Regions from separate parts of the Rattus norvegicus genome. Here region 1 is linked to region 2. A link is a contact called in public Hi-C data. All regions are on one chromosome and are shown on one strand. Each heading gives the region's core, a stretch centred on a gene start, on an enhancer-like site or on the middle of the called end of the contact. The rest is flanking DNA. Distances are from core to core; before and after follow the strand shown. Region 1 has its middle 84 kb from the start of Kcne2. Region 2 has its middle 12 kb from the start of Atp5po.

Region 1 (3,063 bases), core at 493-2,992, 250 kb after region 2:
GATGCACTTCTTTGCTTATGAAGTGAGTTCCTTGGTTATAGGGAACGTTGTATAGAATAGCAGCCAGACCTGCCTTCAAATCCCTGTCCGAGTTCCTTCTGTGACTTCCCTTGACGGTGGACAGTGGCCTGGAAGTGTGAGCCAAATAAGCCCTTTCCTCCTCTGAGTTACCTTTAGTCAGAGCAGAGGAAAGGAAGCCAGAGCAGCCTGCACACACACACACACACACACACACACACACACACACACACACAGACACGCACAAAGACACACACAGAAACCTACAGACATACACACACACACAGAGACGCACACACACACACACAGAGACGCACAGAGACACACACAGATAGGCACACACACACAGACACACACACACAGAGACACGCACAAAGACACACACAGAAACCTACAGACATACACACACATAGACACACAGACAGATACACACATGCACACACATGCACACACAAAGACAGAGAGAGACAGTGAGACAGAGAGACACAAGTATACACATACACACAGAGAGACACACACACAGACACACATACACAGACACACAGAGACATACACACAGATAGACACAGACACACACACACATGCACACACATGCACACACAAAGACAGAGAGAGACAGTGAGACAGAGAGACACAAGTATACACATACACACAGAGAGACACATACACAGACACACAGAGACATACACACAGATAGACACAGACACACACAGACATACACACATATAGACACACACACATGCACACACACATATACATACACAGACACACACACACACACACAGACGCACAGAGACACACACAGAAACCTACAGACATACACACACATAGACACACACACATAGACACAGACAGATACACACATGCACACACAGAGAAGAGAGAGACAGTGAGACAAAAAGATGCAAGTATACACATACACACATACACACAGAGAGACACACACACAGACACACACACACATAGACACAGACACGCACACACACATGCACACACACAGAGACACACAAACACACATATACATACACAGACACAGACACACACACACATAGACACAGACACGCACACACACATGCACACACACAGAGACACACAAACACACATATACATACACAGACACACACATACACATAGACACACACACATGCACACACACAGAGACACACAAACACACATATACATACACAGACACAGACACACACACATAGACACACACACATGCACACACACAGAGACACACAAACACACATATACAGACACAGACACAGACACACACACACACATAGACACACACATAGACACACACACAGACACACACACACATAGACACACACACACATAGACACACACACATGCACACACACAGAGACACACACAGAGACACACACATGCACACACACAGAGACACACAAACACACATATACAGACACACACACACACACACACACACCACTCTTACTGGCATCTACAGCAATGGCACACTCAGCAGGCAGGCAGACACTGTTGTGTCATGTTGAGTTGAAGCCAGGCTTCATGCAGGTGGCCTCAGATTTCCCCTCACACTCACTTCCATCTCATGACCCTGCCCATGGCACCACGTCCCATTTGGTTTGCATGCTTGTTGGGTCAGCTTCCTGCATTTTTAGGGCTGTAGGGTGTAGGAGAGGAAGAGCACCGAGTAAACATCCATCCTCCTTACTATGTCATCTTATGGCATGCTGGTCGCGTGGCTTTGAGCTTAGTCATTGGTCTGAGGCAGTGGTTTTTTTTTTTTTTTTGTGGGGGGAAGGGGGCCGCGTTGCAAGCCCATTGTTTCTTTCTTTGTGTATTGTGTTCTTCAGAAAGAAATCCCTGCATACGGCTCATAATTAGGAAATAGGGAGTCATTTCCACTTCCCTTGCGACGTACGTCATCATCTACAGACTGTTTTGAATTCTACGCAAGAGGGTAGGTGACAGCAACCTCGTGGTGGCCCACAATCATCTGTAATGAGATCTGGCACCCTCTTCTGGTATGTCTGAAGACAGCCATAATGTACTTGTGTAAAATAAATAAATCTTAAAAAAAAAAAAAAAAGAGGGCAGGTGGGATGGCTCAGCGGATAAGTGCGTGCGACCAAGCCTGACGACCCAAGCTCAAGCTCCAGGATCCACGTGGAAGAGAGAGGGAACTGCAAGTTGTCCTCTGATCTCCACACGTGTGTGTCACACACACACACACACACACACACAAATATGTCATTTTAAAAATTTAAAATAATTCTGCATGAGAAATGCATTTATTCTCTCCCATTTAATTATCTGACAATTTACTATATCAGTACCGGGTTGCGGATATTAATTATCTACACGAAATGATGATCAAATGCTACTTTTAAGTGTTTGTTGCCTAAGCTGTTACACTGTGGTCATGAGAGCTCTTTCACTCCTTGCCACATCTCTCCTATCCAATCTTGTTTGTGCAGGCTTTGGGTTTAAACTTGAACACACTTCCTTCAGGTTGGGTACGAGATGCCCCATATGGTTCTTGCTCCATTCCTAAGACCAGACATCTGTCCAAGAAGTTCCAGTTCCTTCACTGCTGAATGTGAGCACAGAGCAGAATCTGGGGACAGGGGGCATGTTACTGCTGGGTGACCATTGTTCCCAGGTCCTCTCAACGGACAGGTGAGACTCTGTGTGTGCATGAGTATGCGTGCGTGTGTGCGTATGTGCATGTGTGTGTGCATATGTATGAGAGTGTGTGCATGCCTGTGAGCATGCATGTGAGGGTTTGTGTGCATGCCCACATGTGTGAGTGTATTGTATGAGTGTGTATGTGTATATGTAACAGTGTGTGAACTCATACATGTGGGTGCCCCATGTATGAGTGTATTGTGAGTATGAGTGTGTGTGAGTGTGTGAGTGTGTGCGAGTCTGTGTGTGTGTGCATGCACACATGTACGAGTGTATTATATGAGTATGAGTGTGTGACTGTGTGTGTCAGTGTACATGTGTGAATGTGTGTGTGCCTGCATGTGTGAGTGTACTGTGTGAGTATGAGTA
Region 2 (3,058 bases), core at 545-3,044:
TTGTCTTGGCGTCCTTCTTTGCGTCCCTTGTCCCCCATTCTCTTCCAGGTACCTTCAGACCCTACGCTTACACTCAATGGGCAGAGGTGGGCAGATGCCTGAAAATTCAAGCTCAGCTTGTTCTGCATAGCAGGTTCTAGTCCAGTCAGGCTACACAGGGTAAGCCATACAAACAAACAAAAGCAAACCTAAATCAGGTTTACAAAAATTATCTCATGACACACAAAAAAGACCTAAGTACACACATTAAACATGTATGAACCACATTCTATAATTCCTCTACACACAAGTTTCCACACAAATTGCCCTGGCCTGGGTGTCTGTAGATTTCATTGCAAGTGTGGTATTGATTTAGGACAAGACTAAGGAGGGTTTTGCTTTTTGGGCTGGAGAGATGGCTCAGCATTGGAGAGCACTGTCTGCTCTTCCAGAGGTCCTGAGTTCAACTCCCAGCAACCACATGGTGGCTCACAACCATCTATACTGGGGTCTGATGCCCTCTTCTGGCCTGCAGGTGTACATGCAGATAGAGCACTCATATACATATAAATCCTCTTCTTGTGGAAAGGACTTGGGAGTGTTTGCATTATCTACTGATTCACGCTGGAGTACGTTCCTTTCTGGTGTTTCCTTTGTTCTGTTTAAGAACTGTGCACAAACCCCGTACTGCAGTCCTCTCATCTTGCAGGGTGGCGGCTTGCGTTAGAGCAGTTCTTTCAAACACAGTCTTTCTCTTTAAAGTGCCAGAAAGAGCAAATGACCTCAGGCGCTCTTGCAGGAGTCTCGCAGTTTGCAGGGATTGTATGTTGGAAACTTGGTAATGAACAAGAGAGAGAAGGCATTATCACCACATGAATTTAAACTCTTTAACCTTAAGATCTGGGACGTGTGCTCAGAGGAAAGGGACGGTAAATCATGTAATAAGAGTTGCTGGTGAGAGTGGAGACTCGGCTCGGTAGTTAAGACCTTGCGCTGCCCTTGCAGAGGACAACTCCAACCCCACCCCGTTCAGTTTCCAGCATCCAGGTCTGCATTTAGACTGCTAACCCCAGCTCCAGGGGATCTGACGCTCTCTTCTGGACTCTTTCGGCATTTGCGTGCTCACATGGACGTATCCACGCACTGGCATACTTGGATACACAAGGCTGTTTATTTGGTTTGGTTGTTTTTCTTTTTCTTTTCTTTTTTTTTTTTTTTTTGGTTCTTTTTTTCAGAGCTGGGGACCGAACCCAGGGCCTTGTGCTTCCTAGGCAAGCGCTCTACCACTGAGCTAAATCCCCAACACCCCCCCCACCCCCCCCACCCCCGCTTTCTGAATGCTGCTGTTAAAGGCGTGAGCCACCCCGCCCCCCACCCCCAACCCTGGCCCGTTTTAAAAAAAAAAAACTGTAGCACTGTCTGGACTGGAACTCTCTACGCAGACCACGCTGACCTTAGACTCATACCGATCTACCTGCCTCTACCTCTGCCTCTCGAATACTGGGATCAAAGACATGCCACCCCACCTCACCAGCATACACGTAATTGTTAATTAATTAATTCATTTTTTATTTGAAAAGTTTAGCATTTGTTTTTTTTCCCCTGAAACTCAAACCTCTCAGATCCGCAGAGTGGCAGATAGAGGGTTTTGATTTTCACCACGCTGTGATTCAGGTTTGTTCCCTTCACCTCTAGGCGTGAGGTTGTGCCCACCTTGAAGTCACTACCTGCTCAATGTTCAAGGTCACCAGGAGGAGACTGGTCGCAGGTTTCTGCGAGATGCTACTGACACTAGGGGGCGCCATCGCTTTACATTGCAAAACAGTCTTTCTAGCGCTGGGTCCAAAATGCAGTGTCTGGCTCACATTAGTGAGCGAGAAACAGATCATTGTGAAACAAACAATTCTGATAGCTCCAGTCACGTCCTCCGCCATCACAGCTGATGCCTGGCATAGACCCTCCCCTAGAAACCATCTTAGCTGGTCCTCGGCTCTCAGACTTCCCATAACAACCTAGGTCTTGCTTCACTGGGCAGGTTTCTGACTTAGAAGTGACAGTCCTTTGTTGGAGGTGGGCGGTAGGGTGGGGCTAGGTCAGGAGGGCAGCGCTATACCTTTGGGAATCTTATTCTGGAGGACGATAGCGACAGAAGAAGCAAACGAAAAACACAGAGCAGAACATTCTTTGGCCCCTAGTTTGAAGCACAATATTGATCTTAAAAGGGAAAGCCACAGTAGTGAGTTCGCTTGCACGGAGCATTTCTAACCGACTGAGAGGCCTGAGGAGAGCTGCCCTCGGGTCTGGTCACTGTTGGTTGTTCTGGATGGAGTGACCTAGGCTTTGCCTCACCACCTCTGTGTCTTAACTAATTTCTGTCTCGGGTTCTTCTGTGGAGAGTGGAAATATCTTAACAGGAGGTAGCATGTCTCAGCCTGGGAGGTACCGGGAACAGCCTGTTACTCTCACCTCTCACAGGGGTTTTCTCTTTTTTTCTTTCTTTCTTTCTTTCTTTCTTTCTTTCTTTCTTTCTTTCGTTCTCTCTCTCTCTCTCTCTTTCTTTCTTTCTCAGTTTATTTTTTATTGGAATTTTAAAATTTTATTTACGTTTTAAATGTTATCCCCTTTCCCAGTTCCCTGTCTATAACCTCCCTATCCCATTCCTCCTCCCGCTTCTACATTCCCCCACCTGTCCATCCAGCTACCCCTTCCTGCCTCCTGCCCTGACATTCCCCTAGGGGGTTGAGTCTTGGCAGGACCAAGGGCTTTTCCTCCTATTGGTGCCCAACATCCTCTGCCACATATGCAGCTGGAGCCATGGGTCTGTCCATGTGTACTCTTTGGATGGTGGTTTAGTCCCTGGGAGCTCTGGTTGGTTGGTATTGTTGTTCTTCCTATGGGGTTGCAAACCCCTTCAGCTCCTTCAATCCTGTCTCTAACTCCTCCACTGGGAACCCCATTCTTGGTTCAACGGTTGGCTGTGAGAATTCACATTCACCTCTGTATTTGTCAAGTTCTGGCAGAGCCTCTTAGGAGTCGGCTGTATCAGGCTCTCACAGGGTTTTTCTATCTGTTGTTTCTC

What was found. A called contact is a pair of places that touch in the nucleus more often than the background predicts.
Region 1: a Hi-C map of Schwann cells shows a contact between it and region 2, with 14 times the contacts expected there. The contact joins two enhancer-like sites. A contact is called at or near these places in 2 of 12 Hi-C or Micro-C datasets (Schwann cells and psoas muscle).

The regions. Positions count from the first base shown.
Region 1 is chr11:44,918,094-44,921,156 of GRCr8, forward strand. No RefSeq gene overlaps it. Among named protein-coding and RNA genes, the nearest start is that of Kcne2, 84 kb to the right of the region's middle. Within about 2 kb of position 1,743, at least 3 of the 93 cell types and tissues checked have an H3K27ac peak or open chromatin away from gene starts, as enhancers often do. A contact at or near this core is called in Schwann cells, where this site is marked.
Region 2 is chr11:44,667,472-44,670,529 of GRCr8, forward strand. No RefSeq gene overlaps it. Among named protein-coding and RNA genes, the nearest start is that of Atp5po, 12 kb to the left of the region's middle. Within about 2 kb of position 1,795, at least 19 of the 93 cell types and tissues checked have an H3K27ac peak or open chromatin away from gene starts, as enhancers often do. A contact at or near this core is called in Schwann cells, where this site is marked.